Linked DNA regions of Mus musculus: regions 1, 2, 3, 5 and 6 are each linked to region 4. Evidence: chromatin contacts called from public Hi-C, HiChIP or PLAC-seq and promoter capture Hi-C data. All regions are on one chromosome and are shown on one strand. The core of a region is the stretch at or near the end of the contact, and the rest is flanking DNA. Distances in the headings are between cores, read along the strand shown. Region 1 overlaps Car10 (carbonic anhydrase 10). Region 2 overlaps Car10 (carbonic anhydrase 10). Region 3 overlaps Car10 (carbonic anhydrase 10). Region 4 holds the start of Car10 (carbonic anhydrase 10). Region 5 overlaps Car10 (carbonic anhydrase 10). Region 6 overlaps Car10 (carbonic anhydrase 10).

What was found. Promoter capture Hi-C pulls out the DNA fragments that hold promoters and counts their contacts. Hi-C and Micro-C count contacts between places; a contact is called where the count stands out from the background. HiChIP or PLAC-seq counts read pairs in DNA pulled down with a chosen protein or histone mark.
Region 1: a contact with region 4 is called in an H3K4me3 HiChIP or PLAC-seq map of neural tube, with 9 times the contacts expected there. The contact joins the enhancer-like site here to the promoter of Car10 in region 4. A contact is called at or near these places in 5 of 39 promoter capture datasets (the 3T3-L1 cell line, embryonic stem cells, hippocampal neurons and 1 more), 1 of 484 Hi-C or Micro-C datasets (cerebral cortex) and 4 of 115 datasets of contacts at active chromatin or transcription factors (embryonic stem cells, neural progenitor cells, neural tube and 1 more).
Region 2: a contact with region 4 is called in a Hi-C map of cerebral cortex, with 2.6 times the contacts expected there. The contact joins the enhancer-like site here to the promoter of Car10 in region 4. A contact is called at or near these places in 5 of 39 promoter capture datasets (the 3T3-L1 cell line, frontonasal cranial neural crest, hippocampal neurons and 2 more), 2 of 484 Hi-C or Micro-C datasets (cerebral cortex and cortical neurons) and 2 of 115 datasets of contacts at active chromatin or transcription factors (embryonic stem cells and neural progenitor cells).
Region 3: a contact with region 4 is called in an H3K27ac HiChIP or PLAC-seq map of VIP interneurons, with 6 times the contacts expected there. The contact joins the enhancer-like site here to the promoter of Car10 in region 4. A contact is called at or near these places in 8 of 39 promoter capture datasets (embryonic stem cells, frontonasal cranial neural crest, hippocampal neurons and 3 more), 10 of 484 Hi-C or Micro-C datasets (brain, cerebellar granule neurons, cerebellum and 4 more), 11 of 115 datasets of contacts at active chromatin or transcription factors (VIP interneurons, embryonic basal ganglia, embryonic forebrain and 7 more) and 2 of 9 other capture datasets (embryonic stem cells and liver).
Region 5: a promoter capture Hi-C map of second pharyngeal arch cranial neural crest shows a contact between it and region 4, with 2.5 times the contacts expected there. The contact joins the enhancer-like site here to the promoter of Car10 in region 4. A contact is called at or near these places in 4 of 39 promoter capture datasets (cranial neural crest, frontonasal cranial neural crest, maxillary cranial neural crest and 1 more), 1 of 484 Hi-C or Micro-C datasets (nephron progenitors), 1 of 115 datasets of contacts at active chromatin or transcription factors (stem cell-derived neural progenitor cells) and 4 of 9 other capture datasets (adipose tissue, embryonic stem cells, liver and 1 more).
Region 6: an H3K27ac HiChIP or PLAC-seq map of VIP interneurons shows a contact between it and region 4, with 5 times the contacts expected there. The contact joins the enhancer-like site here to the promoter of Car10 in region 4. A contact is called at or near these places in 6 of 39 promoter capture datasets (cranial neural crest, frontonasal cranial neural crest, liver and 2 more), 5 of 115 datasets of contacts at active chromatin or transcription factors (SST interneurons, VIP interneurons, embryonic forebrain and 2 more) and 1 of 9 other capture datasets (embryonic stem cells).

The regions. Positions count from the first base shown.
Region 1 is chr11:93,592,860-93,595,559 of GRCm38.p6, reverse strand. The region is part of intron 7 of Car10 (carbonic anhydrase 10); the gene reads right to left. Among named protein-coding and RNA genes, the nearest start is that of Gm24856, 180 kb to the right of the region's middle. Within about 2 kb of position 1,384, at least 10 of the 459 cell types and tissues checked have an H3K27ac peak or open chromatin away from gene starts, as enhancers often do. A contact at or near this core is called in neural tube, where this site is marked.
Region 2 is chr11:93,576,146-93,578,928 of GRCm38.p6, reverse strand. It overlaps Car10 (carbonic anhydrase 10), which reads right to left. Exons shown (of 10, transcript NM_001361708.1): 6 at 168-263. Among named protein-coding and RNA genes, the nearest start is that of Gm24856, 160 kb to the right of the region's middle. Within about 2 kb of position 1,293, at least 11 of the 459 cell types and tissues checked have an H3K27ac peak or open chromatin away from gene starts, as enhancers often do. A contact at or near this core is called in cerebral cortex and cortical neurons, where this site is marked.
Region 3 is chr11:93,470,765-93,473,467 of GRCm38.p6, reverse strand. All of the region lies in intron 4 of Car10 (carbonic anhydrase 10), which reads right to left. Among named protein-coding and RNA genes, the nearest start is that of Gm24856, 59 kb to the right of the region's middle. Within about 2 kb of position 1,452, at least 27 of the 459 cell types and tissues checked have an H3K27ac peak or open chromatin away from gene starts, as enhancers often do. A contact at or near this core is called in VIP interneurons, cerebral cortex, embryonic basal ganglia and 1 more, where this site is marked.
Region 4 is chr11:93,096,929-93,099,628 of GRCm38.p6, reverse strand. Car10 (carbonic anhydrase 10) reads right to left here and starts at 1,263. Exons shown (of 10, transcript NM_001361708.1): 1 at 907-1,263.
Region 5 is chr11:93,360,461-93,363,160 of GRCm38.p6, reverse strand. The region is part of intron 4 of Car10 (carbonic anhydrase 10); the gene reads right to left. It overlaps Gm35002 (a long non-coding RNA gene), which reads right to left. Exons shown (of 2, transcript XR_388957.4): 1 at 1-2,700. Among named protein-coding and RNA genes, the nearest start is that of Gm24856, 52 kb to the left of the region's middle. Within about 2 kb of position 1,405, at least 3 of the 459 cell types and tissues checked have an H3K27ac peak or open chromatin away from gene starts, as enhancers often do. A contact at or near this core is called in second pharyngeal arch cranial neural crest, where this site is marked.
Region 6 is chr11:93,514,431-93,517,130 of GRCm38.p6, reverse strand. All of the region lies in intron 5 of Car10 (carbonic anhydrase 10), which reads right to left. Among named protein-coding and RNA genes, the nearest start is that of Gm24856, 100 kb to the right of the region's middle. Within about 2 kb of position 1,395, at least 5 of the 459 cell types and tissues checked have an H3K27ac peak or open chromatin away from gene starts, as enhancers often do. A contact at or near this core is called in VIP interneurons, where this site is marked.

The sequences.
Region 1 (2,700 bases), core at 135-2,634, 500 kb before region 4:
CTAGGGACCGAGGGAGGAGAAAGAGATCAGGCATGCTGGGTGAAGGGGAAGGAGAGAAAAAGACACCACGCCTGAGAAGGTACAGAACAGGGAGGTATATCTGCCATGTAGGAGCCAGGAGAATGTGACCCAAGAGGGCTGCCCAACTGGGTCCAGGGCAGTCCAGGTAGAATATGAAATGTAGTGAGTGATAACTTGGGATTATCGAAGGGAGGTGGATTAGCCATGTGGAGGTTAGGAATTTATATTGAGCTGATTAAGGCATATCAAAATATAAAGGTTGTGTGTATGTCTTTCATTGAGGAACCCAGAACACTGGTGGGTGGGTAGTGTGGACCACACAGCCAAGATTTATTTAACGATTTTAATATTATACCTTCCCTCCTCTACTATGCCACAAGAACCGCTCCAGATCTCCATCAATGCACCAAGAGAGATCAGCCAACCTGGACTTGGAGAAAAACTTGACTGACCCTAAGATGAAGGATTTCTCCCTCACTCTCTTCCACTTTTCCTTTTTCCTCTCATTCTTCCTTCCATCTCCCCATTCTCCCTCTCTTCTTAAAAATAATTTAGCTTTGCTTATGGTTCTACATGAATGCAGATGTGAGTGCAGATGCCCCTGTAGGCCAGAAGAAGCTGCCAGAACCCCTGGAGTTAGAATTATAGACAGCCGTGAGCCACCTGATCCTGATGTGATTTCTGGGAATGAACTCCTGAGTCCTCCCCAGGAGCAGCAAGTACTCCTAGCTGCTCTCTAGCTGCTCTCTAGCCATTTTTTTTTCTTTGACATGATGTCATTCATGTAGCCTGGGCTGCCTTTGAACCACTAACTATCTACTTCTTAAGCATTGGTTGGGATTTCAGGTGTATTCTACCATGCTTGGCACCTTGTAAACACTTTTCCATTTAAATAGAAACACTTTGTATGGGAACAGTAAGGACCCAGGACAAGCCAAAGAGGGAAGCGGCAACTGGAATCTGCCTGGAAGAGTCTATTCTGTGGCATGAGATATCAGGGTTTCCTATCACAGAGCCATGATGTCCACAGCACACACCCCCGTGCTAGTCCTTCTGAGTTTGATCAGTCAATAACATAATGAGATGGGTATCCATCTCATACTGTCTGCAGTGGTTTCTAGGATCTGCTGAACCTGTGCTCCTAGCACCAAGCTCAGAGCAGAGGATCTGGGCATAATTAGGAGAGTGCAGGCAGGAGTCACAAACAGTGATGTGCGGGCTAAGAGAGAGGCTGTCAGCTTTATCTGGAGTGGGGGAAGGGGACTCAGACAAAGATGAATGGAGGAACTGCCTTGAACTGCATCTTGAATGACAGGAAGTAATCAGTGTGTGACTAGCAGGGGTTGAGGTGTCAAGGGTACTGCAGATAGAGGCACTGGAGACAGAGCTGAGGGAGTTTTGAAGGGCTGTGGTACTTAGGGACTGCTTAAGTGTGGGCGGGATGGAGGTGGAGGGATATTGTGGGAAATGAGGCTAGCAGGGTCAATGCAGGCCACATCCAGGAGGCCCTTGCCTGTGCTATTGGGAGTTTGGGCTTCAGCCTGGAGGCAGTTTGAAACCACTGAAGGCTTTCAAACTAGAGATGGCATGATCAGATTTGGACTTAATGAGGCTTGCTCTGATGGCGGTTTGGCCTGAAGATTAACATATTGAATGAGAGAAGGAAGCATTCCGCAGGTTTTTTTTTTATTAAAGGTCAATGTGATTTGTTTAACCAAGCTTGTACGAAGAGCATATTGGGTACTCTAGCGCGCTGCTATGATTCTATTTTATTTTATTTGGGGCGGTGGGGAGGAGGGAAGGATGAATGCAGTAGACATGAGGGAGATTCTAGGCAGAACTGGAGCCAAGATAAAGAAGATTTATATTTTCCTGAAATTAGACCAGCCTCTATGCTACAGCCATATTTGAGGAAAGGGTTGGGGAAAGCCAGGCTAGAAACAAAAGATATGATGTTTTATGTGTTTATTTTCTTCATAGGGTGCCAGCATGTTTACAAAACACCATAGCATTCATATTCCAGCCATGATCTGCTGGGGTCCTGGTGGGAAAGTCCTTTTGGTCACCCCTCTGTCAGACACAATGGCAACACTTGGTGGCCACCCTTTTGAGATCAGCAGCCGCCACTGTGCCCTTCGTAACAATCTTTTTCGTCTGTATGCTTACTCTTAATTTCCCTCTACAAAAATTGAAACCATCCAGCATGAAGAATCTGGGCTTGGGGCCTGAGTTTGAATAATGGCTTTGCTGCTTGTATCTGTAAGACCTTGGACCCATAGGTGATAAGAGCCTCTGTTTCCATGTCTACAGCATACAGATGTGATGTAGAATACTTGCCTCACAGGCTATTAGAGGAACAAATAGGACCATGCTTTACAAATACTGTCTAGCACAAGGCTCAATCCAGGAAAGTACTCAGCCATGTTGGATGGCATTGATGTCACCTTTCTGACCCCCAGCATCCTTGCCCAGCTCCCCTGGTAAACTCCCTGTCATTCCCAGGACTCTGACTTTCCCAGCTAAATCAGCTTCCCAGGAATTACTTAGCTATCTGACTCTTTCCACTAAACTGTGAGCCTCTGAGGAATGTGTTTGCTTCTTTTACTGTGGATTCCAGTCTGAGGTCTGGAATCAAAGACTGTTCAGTAAACATAAGACTAAATGATCAGATATAATGCT
Region 2 (2,783 bases), core at 44-2,543, 480 kb before region 4:
AAAAGTCCTAAGACCCCAACGTTACTGCAGGCATGGGTATGAATTGACATTACTTCTTTAACTTTTTAAAATTACAACAGAGACTGTAGAATGATGCTCTGGTTGGTATTGGGGGGGGGGCGCGGGAGGGGGTGGCAAGCAGAGTACAGGAATCATGCAAGACTTACTTTTATAAATATAGAAACTACCACCAATCCATTCGGGCTCTTCGCAGCTTCTGTGACATTTGTGTATAGCTCGTGGTTATAGTGGATGAGTTGTACCTGGTAGGAAGGGAAATCAGGAATAAGAACAACAATCCTGGCTTGAAAGGTATCAGGCACAGCCTATCTTCCAATACGAGGGTGAATTGCAAGCATACGGAGAGACTAGTAGAAGGCTATGCTTTTTCTTATTCTTCTCTCATGTATTACATCCCAACTGCAGTATCTCCTCCCTTCCCTCACCCAAGTCTATCTCCCCTACTTCCTGTCTCCCCTAGATCTGCCCCTCCTCTGCCTTTCTTCAGATAAGAGCAGGCTTCCCAGGGATATCAACCAAACATGGTGTAACGCACTACAGTAAGACCAGGCATATATTCTCACATCAAGGCTGGATGAGCCAACCCAGTAGGAGGAAAAGGGTTCCACAAGTAGGCAAAATAGTTAGGGACAGCCCCTGTTCTCACTGTGAGGGTTCTCACAAGAACACCAAGCTATTCAGCTATAACATATATGCAGAGGACCTATGTCAGACCCCTACATGCATCCTGATCTCTGTGAGCCTCTGTAAGTCCAGGTCAGTTGATTTTGTGGGCCATGTTCTTGTGGTGTCCCTGACCTGTCTGGTTCCTCCAATCAGAAGGATGCGCTTTTACTTGGTGAAATTTCAGAGGGAGGTGTAAATAGAATCTATGTGTATAATACACACACACACACACACACACACACACACACACACACAGAGAGAGAGAGAGAGAGAGAGAGAGAGAGAGAGAGAGAGAGAGAGAGAGAGAGAGAGAGATATGGACATATCTACACATATTTGCAAACATGTTGAGGTAACAATGATGTTTTTAATAAGATTATACCCATCTGGTGTTTCATCCCTCCCAGGATATTTCTCCTAAAGTGATCTTTAAGTGAATTTTCCACATTAGGAAATGGAACAGCCCTTCAGGTGTGGGCATCTCCCAGCAGCGCCAACAGCTACCACTGGCAGTGAGTAAATCTTGCTGGTAGCCTTGGGTGAGCAAGGATCTGTTAGACTCTGAGCCATCCCCATGGCTCTGGGAGGAGATTGGCAGTGTGTAGGATGCTTGGCTCTGCAGATGGGAGAGTGGATGGTTCTGTCTCATGAAGTGCCAGCCCGTTCATCTGGTTCACTGGGTTTTGCAAAATTTTGTTTCCCCATCCTCTAACCAAAACCTGTGACTGCCTGCTAAGATTGGTGCAGTGAGCACTGTTGTGTGTGTGTGTGTGTGTGTGTGTGTGTGTGTGTGTGTGTGTGTGTGTGTGTGTGTGTATGTGTGTGTGTGCATGTGTGTGTGTGCAGGAAGAGTCCTGGATTTGAGTTGTGTTGAAATGCGTTTCTCTCCATTACCTCATTCTTTAAAACTTGCATTGTGGAATATGGCATGTGCATATGCCTAAATGAGCACACTATAGACTTTTATCCACATGATCAGATTTTTTACCACTTCACCAAGAACCTGTTCTCTTCCCATAAAAAATTAGTGTGATTATCCCTTTTAAGATGTACCTTATAGGCATTTTTTAATAAAGTTTTATAATAATATGAACGCATACTTTATGGTAACAAATTTAAAAATGTAGATGTGTCTAACAGTTCCCTTGTCTCCATCTAACTCTAGCTCACATGATAGAAAAATTAGCAACTCAGTATAAATCCACCCAGATGGTTTTCTTTGCTTATAAAGTACATAGCTGCACACATGCAAATAATCTTAAACAATAGAGGGATGGGAACACACAGTTCAGTTGGCAGAACTCTTGCTTTCTCTGGGTTCAAAATCCAGCACCATATAAACTGAGCTTGGTGGTGAACTCCTGAAATCTCAGCACTTGGGAGGTGGAGGCAAAAAAAAATCAGGGTTCAAGGCCATCCTCAACTCCTTAGTGAGATTGAGACCAATTGGGGATACCCAAGACATGTCTCAGAAACAGCAACAGCAATACCATCAGAAACAATAAAATGGAATAATTTACAATTGCAATTCTAAAGTTTATTTCATTCTGCCTTTTTGTTCCAGTTCACACATATAAATCTACCCAAACTCTCTTAGTAGCCTCCTCCCTGCATGAAAACTCCAAAACGCATTGAGCCAGCTTTCCTGCCTTTCTATAGCTTTGCCCTTTACAACACTGTCACAGCCAATGCATCATGGATCTCTCTGTAATGGTGTCAGTGCTTTGCACTGGCTGGGTTGGGAATTAACAAGATTGTGCCAGGAAAGTGATTTGTGACTCTGAATGAATGACTCTGAATAGCATTCATTATTGTCAGTATCCCGTGTTGCATTAAACGGGGGAGTAGTCATGTTTTCAGAGTTAAAGATAATGAGCTAAATAGAAACTTTCCTTTGAATTTTGAAAACAACAAGTCACATTTTCTTTTTGTGGCAGAATGCAGGTGTTGCTGGCCATCCAGGTCCCTTGGCACTTTGAAACTCTCCTATGTGTGCTTGCCCCACTTCAGTTATAACAATTTGAGGGCGGAACCAGGTGCTGTATTTCTAAAAAGCTCTCCAGCTAGAGGTCCAGTGGGGTTGCAAACCATTGGAA
Region 3 (2,703 bases), core at 203-2,702, 370 kb before region 4:
AGCAGACACACGTTGCAATAATCAACATTTCAGAGATACATGGCTCCGTTTGGTGCGGCTGCTATTTCACATCATGGCTTCAGAGCAGGGAGTATGGTAGCCAATTTGTGTCCAGTATAATAAAATGCCCATTGAGGAAAGGTAGTGTAGTGTGTGCAGTGGTGTGCTTTTTTTTGTTTTTTTTTTGTTTTTTGTTTTTTGTTTTTTGTTTTTTGTTTTTTGTTTTTTTTTTTGTTTGTTTTGAGCCCACAACCTGGGTATCTAACAGGGGAAAGCAAACAGTACCTTTTTATTTCACCCATGACCAAAGTGCTGAGTGGCCATGAAATTATTCGTACAATTGATCCTGCTGGTAGCAGGAGAGTGTATTCCCCAGTGGAGTAAGAGCCAGTTAAACATGGTCCTCTGTTCCTGGTTCTTAGCAGCAGGAAATGGTTGTGAACTGAGAGGGCCAAGGGGGAGCTATGCAACCCGTTTCTACATCTCTGCATCCTACTCTTTTAGAAGGATGCTTGGATTTCTCCTCATGAGGTCAGTTCGTGATGCCTTCCTCCTCCACACTATGTAATTCATCAGTGAGTTTGGAATGTTCATGGCAAGGCATGAATTTACTATGTTTTCCAAGTAATCTCTTCTCCCCCCGCCCCATGCCCCCCACAGCAGGACTGCCTCTTGTTTTGTTCCACTTCTTATAAGTATTTGGGACGTTTCAAAGAATGCATGTCTTTGAGTTTTCCATGGGATGCCTCACTGTCTGTGTCTCCACAGCCATTCATTTACAGTTCCCCCATCTTGCACTACCCCTAACTCTTCGTTCATCCACAACTAGCATCTTAACTTCTCGAATCTCAGATGCTCTATACAGTAAGATATGGCATGACTTAACATCCCATTCTGCAAGGAAAAAGTTATGCTGCTAATAAAGCAATGACATGCCATCCTTTGCAGAAAGCACCCCAAAGAGATGTAAGGAAATGTACCCTAAAAGCACTGTTTTCATCTCAATGACACAGCACGTAATTGTCCTCTTAACAACACACATTTGTAGTGGCATAACAGGTCTTGACCAGCAGAGCCTAAGCGATGCCTCCTTTCTTCTATTCCCATTTCCCCCTTCTCAATTCTTCAGGACCATCTATCTCATCCACCTCCATGGAACCCCACGGGTGGGATGATGTTCTCCTGTGTTGTCAGGGCACTCTGCATGTGGTCACGTGTCCGAACTCATCAGCATGCTTTATAACCGCTTTCATGAATGTTTCTTCCTACAGATACCATGAAGAATTAGCGATCATGGTGTGCATCTCATTTGTCTCCATATCCCCGGTATCTGACATGGGAACTCCTCAGCAAGGGATTGCTGAAAAATAGTTATGGACTGTTAGACACGGAGGTTCTAGACACAGCCACTAGAGGGCAGTATGGAACCATCCCAGACAAAATGGCTGCTCCCCAAGAATCTAGGTTGCAGAGGTGGAAGAAAGCTGGCCTCCTGTGGGCAAACTGGCTGAGAGCCTGGAGCCTGTATCGCTCCAAGGGCACAGTGCCATTCTACAGAATCTACTTTGAGGATGCTCCCTGAGTCTCATATCCCCCGCCAGCCTGCCCACTAGGTGCTTTTGGGAAGCTGTCTCAGCGCGTTTCCTTATTAAGAGTCAAAAGCTTTCCCCTGATTCCCACCCGAGGCAGAGGAGGGTGGAGGCCCCAGACAGGGAAAAGAAATGTCTCCCTGACATCCTCGTGCTCATTCTAACAAAAGCAGGCATATTCGAAGGACCTGCAGTATAATTGCTCCACTTTGAAGAACAACAGGTAACAGCATCAATATTTGATTTTTTTTAAAGGTTGTGTGAACAGTTTTAAATATTAAAGATGAAGGCAAAGACTTAGATCATCTTTTCATCTCCACAGTTGAAGCATTTTAAGAGGAAAACGGTGCTAATGAGCGCAGTAAGCCTGCATACCCATCAAACAGTATTTAGTTATAAGAAAGTACAATCGTTCTGGTGTGTGTGTGTGTGTGTATGTGTGTGTGTGTGTGTGTGTGTGTGTGTGTGTGTGTGTGAGTGAGAGAGAGAGAGAGAGAGAGAGAGAGAGAGAGAGAGAGAAAGAGAGAGAGACTGGAAGGCAATATCTGTAGCAGAGAAGTTTTTTGTTCATTATTTCTATAATGAGAGGAAAATAAAGCAATCGCTGGAGTAACTTTCTCCCATCTCATCGTAGGCTGTTGTGTTCTCTCAATGACTAGCCTGGGACAGGTTCTGAGAAGCCTCATAAATTAACTATCCAACTTCCTGGCTAATGAGCCCAATATGTCAATTTCCAGTGATCAAAATGATGCAATTCAATAAAGCACAGTTCACTTTGTAAGGAAATATACTTTTAATAGGGAGAACTGGAGGGTCATGGTCCTCCCGAGATAATTATGGGCTAGTGGAGTTGGAGGCGTGGAGCTGCACTTACAGTCTGGTGATCCCGTGGGGTTTGTGTGGCAGACATTGTCTTTCAGGGACAATAAATTCCTTCATTATATTTCCATTACCACATTAATGCAGCAATGTCCGATTTACTTGTAACCAAGGCGCCTGGATTCCGGAAACTTGGCATTTAATGCTAATGAGAGCTTGCAAGCCGGATGGGCAGCATATTCTCATTCTCTCTCTCTCTCTCTCTCTCTCTCTCTCTCTCTCTCTCTCTCTCTCT
Region 4 (2,700 bases), core at 14-2,513:
GGGAGAGAGGAGCAGACACCGCACACAGAGAAAGAAAGAGAAGCGGGGATTATTGCCCGCAAACACAGGTCACCAGCTGCCTCCGTTGACCCTCCCTGCTCCCCAAGTCCTCGAGCCGCCTGCCGCCTCCAAGCTGGCTTCAGGCGATGCTTCCAGGACGCCGAGCCCAAGGCTAGGCTCCCAGGACTGGGGTGCGTCGGGAGTCTCACTGACTCCCCCTCGTTGCACGCGCGCTTTCCGCTTTTCTGCTATTTTCCAGGGCTCCCCAGACCCCGCAATTGCCTCGCTTCCATCGCCCGCAACTAGCACCGCCGCCGAGATTTTCCGCAATGCAACTGCAGGGGTCGTTATTTCCTCGCCTACGGATCCCGACGCCTTCCCACTTGGAGAGGAGGAGGGCAGGTGGGGGCGGGAGCACGAGGAGGAGGGGAAGGAGAAGGCTCGGCCAGGTGAGCTTCCGTGCGGCCGCCCGGAGTCCCCACGTCAGCGGGGCGGCCAGGCACCCGGGGGCGGAGGCAAAAAGTCCGTCCCGGGGAGGGCGGCGAGGACATAAGGAGCAGTAGCTGGGAGTCAGCACTTCAGGCCACTGCCTCGGCCGGGACCCTAGGCGCCAGCCTTGGAACTCCGCCCCGCCCGGCTGCCCCGCTTCCCCTCCAGGAGCTTGGAGTTTCTTTTTTCTTTAAAAAGAACTTCTCGGCTGTTCGCTCACTACAGAAAAGCCGTGCGGGACTCATCTTGGAAGGACTGCGCTGTGCTCATTCCCTCTGCAGCGGAATTTGAAGGATTTTTTTTCTTTCTTTCTTTCATAATCCATTCCCTGCCCTCTCCTTTTCGTCCCTCTCCTGCTCCCTCCTTCCCCCCCCCCCCGCCCCCATCCTGCTCGGATGCCAGAAGAAAGCTACTTACCCCACAGTTCTCTTCGCAGATTCCCTGATCAGGTGCAACTCTTGCCCGCAAGTCCCTCACCTCCCTCCTCTCGCAACGGACACTCTAAGTCCGGGTACCAGCGGCCGCCAACCGCATCCCTATCAGAGCAGCTACGGGAGAATCCGATACCATCGGAAACCCAGGCCTCCCGGGAAACGGGTTTCCCTTCTTGTTTTTCTTTCACCGTTTTTCTTTAGAAAAGCTCTCAAACGCTTTGGTGGCTTTTGATGGACCCCGGGATACTCTCGGTCAGCGACACTCAGCAGCTTCCAGGGAAGGAGATTTTCCCCCAGCAAGCCGGCGCGCGCGCACTCTTGCCCAGCGCGCGGCTCTCTCGGGCCCCAGGGGAAGGAGGGGGCGGCGAGAGCACCACCCACCACCCAGGCGGAGCCGGAGCCGCCGGGTCTGCAGAAGGTCTAGCCCTGGAAGGGCGGCCTGGGAATGCAGTGCGGATGCAGGGTAAATGCTAGGAAATCCTGCGCTCCGGACTGCTCGCCTAAAAGGGCTAGGGGTGAACAGGGAAGGAAAAACTGCAGCAGATTTGTGTGCGTCTATCAAGGCAGGAGTGGCTGGCGGAAAGCCCCAGACCTACCTCTTTTAAGGGTGCTGAAGAAGAAGAGGGCAGGGCAGAGGGAATCCCTGGAAAGATCTGGGGTTTGTGGAGAAGCTTGTCCGGATACCCAAGTGTGACGTTGGGAGGCTTTGCATAAGCGCGGATGGACACACACAACAAACACACGCACAACCCACAGGGAATATTTTTGTACTTTTAAATTGCTGATGCTTAGAAGCTGTTTCACTGTGAGCCTCGATCTAATAAGCATAGAAAGAGTGGAGAAGTGGAAAGGAAGAAGGTGGGAAAGAACCATGTTTTTTGATCTGCACAGTAGATGCAGCAAACACAGCGAACATCCAGACTGTGTGGCATCTAAGGGTGCGGCATAAGAGCCAAAGTAGTTACACCAGAGGGCTCCCCGGATTCTTGAATGGAGTCTAGGAAGTCTAGAGATTCTCTGTACTGGGAAGTCGGGCGTCATGAGACCCGGAGGGGAGCAGTGGGGGTGTGGGGGCTGGCGCTGAGAGAGGAAGGAAAGCAGCTAGCTGACTGCAGAAACCAGAGTGTGCGGTTCTGCAGCCTCCGGGGATCCTAAAAAAGAACCGCTGGCAGTCTTGCCTACTCTTTAAGAAGGAGGTGTGGCCGAGGGAATTTTTTCCCCCCTCTGAGACGACAGCCAAGGACTCCAGGTGGCCAACGCATTAAAAATCGAGGCTCGGATGAAATAAATCCATGCTTTTTAGGTAGAGAACTTTGAGACTCAGCAGGAAAGACATTGAGACTTGAGAACATTAATAGAATCAGAGACGGTGAGAATTAGCCCATTTGGGAAACATAGAGGGGAGTGTTTGTCTCCGTGTCTTGAAAGTAGACTGCATGAAAGGGATTTTTTTGAGCAGAGAGAGAAGAAAGCAGTTTGCCAAATGTGAACAGAGCCATCGTAGGTCAGCACCACGGATAGCGACCTACCTTCTGTGATTCCAAGCTGGTTTACTGACAGCAGGAGAGCTTTCTCTCTGGATGTGCAAGCAAAGTGACTGGGTTTTATACCACATAACCATTCATTTATTAACGGATTATGCAAATATCAAGTGACTGACTTATATACATCAAGCATTGTAGTACAGTGTTGTGGTTTTAAAACTGAAAAGCACGATGGGTGTTTATCACAGAGCTCAGAGATTGTGCCTTCCTGTACATTTTGCCTTAAGACCAAT
Region 5 (2,700 bases), core at 156-2,655, 260 kb before region 4:
CACACACAAATACACACACATATACACACACACATACATGAAAAACAATGCTGTTTAAGCTAAATTATTTTGCTCACATTAAATAAAGACACATTTATAAATATACATGTATGTCTAGAGATATTAAAATGCAGTGAAGTAAGATGATGCCTTATAATAGTTATAAAGTGTAAATTACAAAGAGGAGGAAACTCAAAGGGAATCCAATTTTAGAAAGGGCCATTGTTTTTTAAGAGTAGCCATAAAAACAATATCAAGGTGGAGAAGTTCATTGTGATTAACGTTAATTATAAGAACTTTAGTCTTGAACACTGAATAATCACGAGTGCTTGTTTCATCACAAGCACAAGAACACACACTTTACAATGCATACAAAAGATCTTGGAGGCATAAGCAGTTCAGTGAGAACTCAGTGGGGTGGAAAGAGTACAACAATCACCTTTAAGTATGAAAAGTATGTCATAAAACCCTTCAGATTGACTAAACCCATGAATCCATGAATCCATGAGTATTGAACTTCATATATATTATATGTGTCTTAACACACAGGTTTAATGGCTTTTCTATCCTACTGAAGTACTTGCTACAACTGGAACTCTAACTTTTTCTAACTTTAGTTGGATGTGTGCAAAAAAATTAATGTGCAGCTCCTTTTCCTTCTTCAAAATCCCCAAAGTAGCCATGCTGGCAACGTGGGTGGGTCAAAGAGAAGCCATAAACTTCCTCTTTTAACTGAAAAGGATAAAGTTTAACAAGGGAATAAAGATAGTTTCTTCTTGATGTTGACAGGATCTATAGTAAGAACAGACCTTCCCATCAGGAAATTGTGGGGAGAGTTGTTTTAACATAAGTGGCAATGTAGATGCAATCAGTCTGACAACTAAGATAGCTACTAACATGTAGGTAACATGTAGCAGGGGGATAGACTGGACACAAGGGTGCTTTACATCCTGGGCATGGGAGGAACTAAATAATGGTATCTTGATAATGTTACATAATGTTACACAGAATAGCATACAAATGAAAATTGATAAATCATTTCTTCCTCAAATTTTCAATTTCATATATACCATGGATAGCAGAAGCCATAGTAAATGATCCACATGTAAGAAGGGTCCATCACAGATATTTAAAAGTCATGAGGTTTGGGAACTGGCCTTGATTCTGTCATGAACTTGTTTTGTGATCCACATTAAGTTACTAGGCTTCTTCAGACTTTAGTTTCCCTACGTATAAATTTATTCATGTGTTCTTCAGGCATTGTTACTAAAAGACATTGCCAGGACCACTGCAAAACTCACCAGAAAGTTTAAGATGGGAACATCCCTTATAGATCTTTGGTAGTATTCCGCATGATGCCTAGTTATTAGGTAGGAGTTCAGCACCATGGACAGAGCTATCTGAAAGAATGAGGTAGAAAGGGAGAGTAGCTTATTGGGAGGGTGTGGTGGTGGTGGTGGTGGTGATGAAGACTACCACATCTTAGGAGAAGACTGGCTCCAAGTATCCTAAATGAAGCTGCTTATTAGATTGTGTTCCCATGGCACTCTCACACTCCACAGAGGTATTGATCATAACTCAGCAAAATATCCCTGGCAAGATCATGGGTTTCTTGAAGAAGGGACTCTTGAGTGCTTACCAGAACTCTGCTCTCTTGAGTCCCATGTCTAGGCACATGTATGCTCACCAGAATTTTGGTGATTATGCCATGGGTGTTGGGGAGGACTTAAAGACAGAGCTCATTAGTAGATTTAGTAAGCACCTCACTGCTAAGACAGACAACAAAAGGTTGTTAAGTGTGTATGTACTGACTGAGCAGAAAACTTCAGGTTCTGTAGCCCATTGTCAACACTGACCTCTGTGAAACAAGTTCCATAATCATCCGGCAGATTTAAACAGACTATCACTAATACAGCACCATTTAAAAATGAACAGGGTCTCAGTCCTTCATAAAATTGCAAAGATTCTGTAAGTCAAAAGACACTGTCAATAAGACAAAAAGGCCACCAACAGATTGGGAAAGGATCTTTACCAATCCTAAATCTGATAGGGGACTAATATCCAATATATACAAAGAACTCAAGAAGCTGGACTCCAGAAAATCAAATACCCCATTAAAAATGGAGTACAGAGTTAAACAAAGAATTCTCAACTGAGGAATACCAAATAGCTGAGAAGCACCTGAAAAAATGTTCAACATCTTTAATCATCAGGGAAATGCAAATCAAAACAACTCTGAGATTCCACCTCACACCAGTCAAAATGGCTAAGATCAAAAATTCAGGTGACAGCAGATGCTGGCAGGGATGTGTGAAAGAGAAACACTCCTCCACTGCTGGTGGGATTGCAAGCTTGTACAACCACTCTGGAAATCAGACTGGTGGTTCCTCAGAAAGTTGGACATAGTACTACCAGAAGATCCATCTTATACCCAGAAGATGTTCCAACTTGTAATAAGGACACATGCTCCACTGTGTTCATAGCAGCCTTATTTATAATAGCCAGAAGCTGGAAAGAACCCAGATGTCCCTCAACAGAGGAATGGAGCAATGAATTTATGAAATTCTTAGGCAAATGGATGGATCTGGAGGATATTATCCTGAGTGAGGTAACCCAATCACCAAAGAACACCCATGATATCCACTCACTGATAAGTGGATATTAGCAAAGAAATGTAGAATACCCAAGATACCATTTGCA
Region 6 (2,700 bases), core at 146-2,645, 420 kb before region 4:
AGGAACTTCACCGAAGAGCAGTGGGTTGCATGATGGCTTCAGGGCCTTCCTAGTCCCTGCCCACTCACCCAAATTAACAATGTGCCCCAGACTTTCATGCATTTTCTTATTTGACACTTACAATAGCCCTGAGAGGAAATTTGGACTAGACATATTATCATTATTTTCCAAATGAGAAAATGGAATCTGAGAAAAGCAGACTTGTAATAAAAGAATCAGAGTATATTAAATCCGGAGGGCATTTGGAGGATCATGTGGTGCAACCATTTCATTTTATGAATGGAAAATGAAGCCTAGATCAGCAAGTGACTTGCCCAAGGCCTCATGGTCATTGGCAAAGCTGGGTTTTAAGCTTACTTGCCTTTATCTTTTTGGTCCTTTCTCATTAGGTTACACTAGTCAGTTCTTTCCTTAACAAATCTGGGTACCCATCCCCCACCCAATTATTGTCTTCTAGGAAATAAAGGCTCCGTATAAAGTTCACTCTTCTCCTGTATAGATAGACAAGAGTACTTGACTGATCGGGAAGATGCAGTTAGAATACCAGAACTTAGGCAGTTTTTAATCAATGAGTCATTAAGAGTTTCCACTCACAGGACTGGGACACACGAGCGACACACAGTAAATAGTGCAGGCAAGTGATATCAGTGCCCGGTTAACCCCAGGCACGTGTGTTTTCAGGCTAGCCTAGCCCATGTAGATGATGAGAACGGCGGCTCAAGGTTGGCAGAAGCCCGAGTGCCGAATGGTAAGTTCAAAGGATGAGACTGAATCTGGTTGGTGAGTCATGACATTGAAGCAAGAGGTCTAAGAGCAGGATGCATTCTCTGAGGACATACACAGCTAGTAAGTGCTCTGTTAGTGCCTGGGATGCAGTGTGGGACAGGCATGCCCCTTGGTACTAAGCAGGGACTGGGTACGTTCTCCATTAAGTGATTCTACAGTTATCTATGGAAAAGACACATTTTTTTTAGGGAAGTAATGTCTTGTAATTTCAAAGAATTACCAATGTGTGTATATTCTTCTAGGTCACTGGGGAAGTGTTTTTTTTTCTTTTCTTTTTTGTGAAACCCAGTCAGTTCATCTTTCCTTTGATGTGAGAAAAACAGGATCTGACCGAATTTTTTTTTTTTAAACATACTTGCCATTCATATAGGGTTCTTGCTGACCCTTTTATCTTCTCTGAAGTCAGAATGCTTTCTGCTTGACAAGCGTGCTGGTGTAGCACTAGCTGGGGCCTCCTTGTGAAACCGTTTCCCCCCCTCTGCCCTCTTCTCCATCTGTCCTTGTATTTCTGAGCACAGATAAAAAGCCTGGCACTCATTATCTGGGCACCACTGCAGCCAGTCAGCTTGTGTTTACTGGGTGTCCACAGCATGCATGGCATCGCTCTGGGCACCTGTGAGCAAAGCCGATGGCTCTGACATCTTTGTGCTGAGTCCTGGATCCCCATAGTACTGCGGGGCTATGTGGGCCTGGGGCAGAATGGCAGCAACAGGCCGGCCTGATGGAGTATGAAACAGCTGGGAATTTGGGAGGAGGCTAGAGAAGAATGAGAGCATTAGAGAGTGCAAGGGATTTTGAAGAGGGCCACTCTAAATGGTAGAAGTAAGTGTGGCCGTGTAGCTGTCCTTGCAGGGTGGCAGGCACACCCCATTCCAGTGAATTAACAGACTATGTAAAAGAATCGCCTAACCAATTAATTCTTTGGCTAGGACTCATGCTACAATCAAGTGGCTCTTCACACATACTTTCTACTTAAGGAAGTCATGTTTGTTTGTTTGTTTGTTTTTTCTCATATGAACTAGGAAGGGTGAGCTGGGCTATGTAGCATCAACTAACGTGAATTTTGGAATACATTTGGTTCTCTGTGAGCATCAGCCAGGCACCCACAATGTGATAGAGTGGGTCAGTGTTCCCATCTTCAGGATAAGGTAAAGGGAAGCCCAAATAGCCCCAAATGCAGTGTCATTATTCATTTTCGTCTTTGCCTAAAATACCTTTTAGCTGAACTTGGGAAATAAAGAAAGCAATTTGATTTGTTGAGTTGGAGGTTCATGGGTAAGTGTTTCTTTTTATTTTGTTTTCTTGAAATATTATCACGATAGCTCCTCAACGTCAAGTCAAACCACATTATGTGCTCTCTAAAGCAATGAGGATTTTGCAAGTGAAAATACAACTTCTAAGGACTGACTTGAGAATAAAATCAAACCATGCCTGTCCCTGAAGACCCACAGGGACTCCATCTCCTCCATGAAAGTCCTGTCCTAAGCCTCAGGTATGCCCCTGCTTTATCAAGCCTCCAAGGCTCGGGGAATCTGTGTTTGCATCTTCTGGTCTCCCTGCAAACACATGATGAAGATGACAGGCATAGGAATGGCTAATGATAATGGTGAGAGTTTTCACTTGAGTATTGATCAGAGAAACCTCCCTTGGGAGCTGCTTTAAGCATCAATAGTCACCATCTCTAGCCCTCCTGAGAAGCAAGCAGGAAGAGAATTTGCTCTAGCTTGCATCTGCAGTGCCCCCTATAGGCCTAGTGGCTAAAGGCTCCGTTCCCAATGTGGCAGCAATTGGAAAGCTTTAAGAGGTGGAGCCTCCTGGAAGCTTTCTGGATAGCCTACCCTTCCTTCTACCTCTTTTACTTAGAGGTCATAGGTCATAGAATAAGCTGTTTTGTCCCACATCTCCACGTTCAGG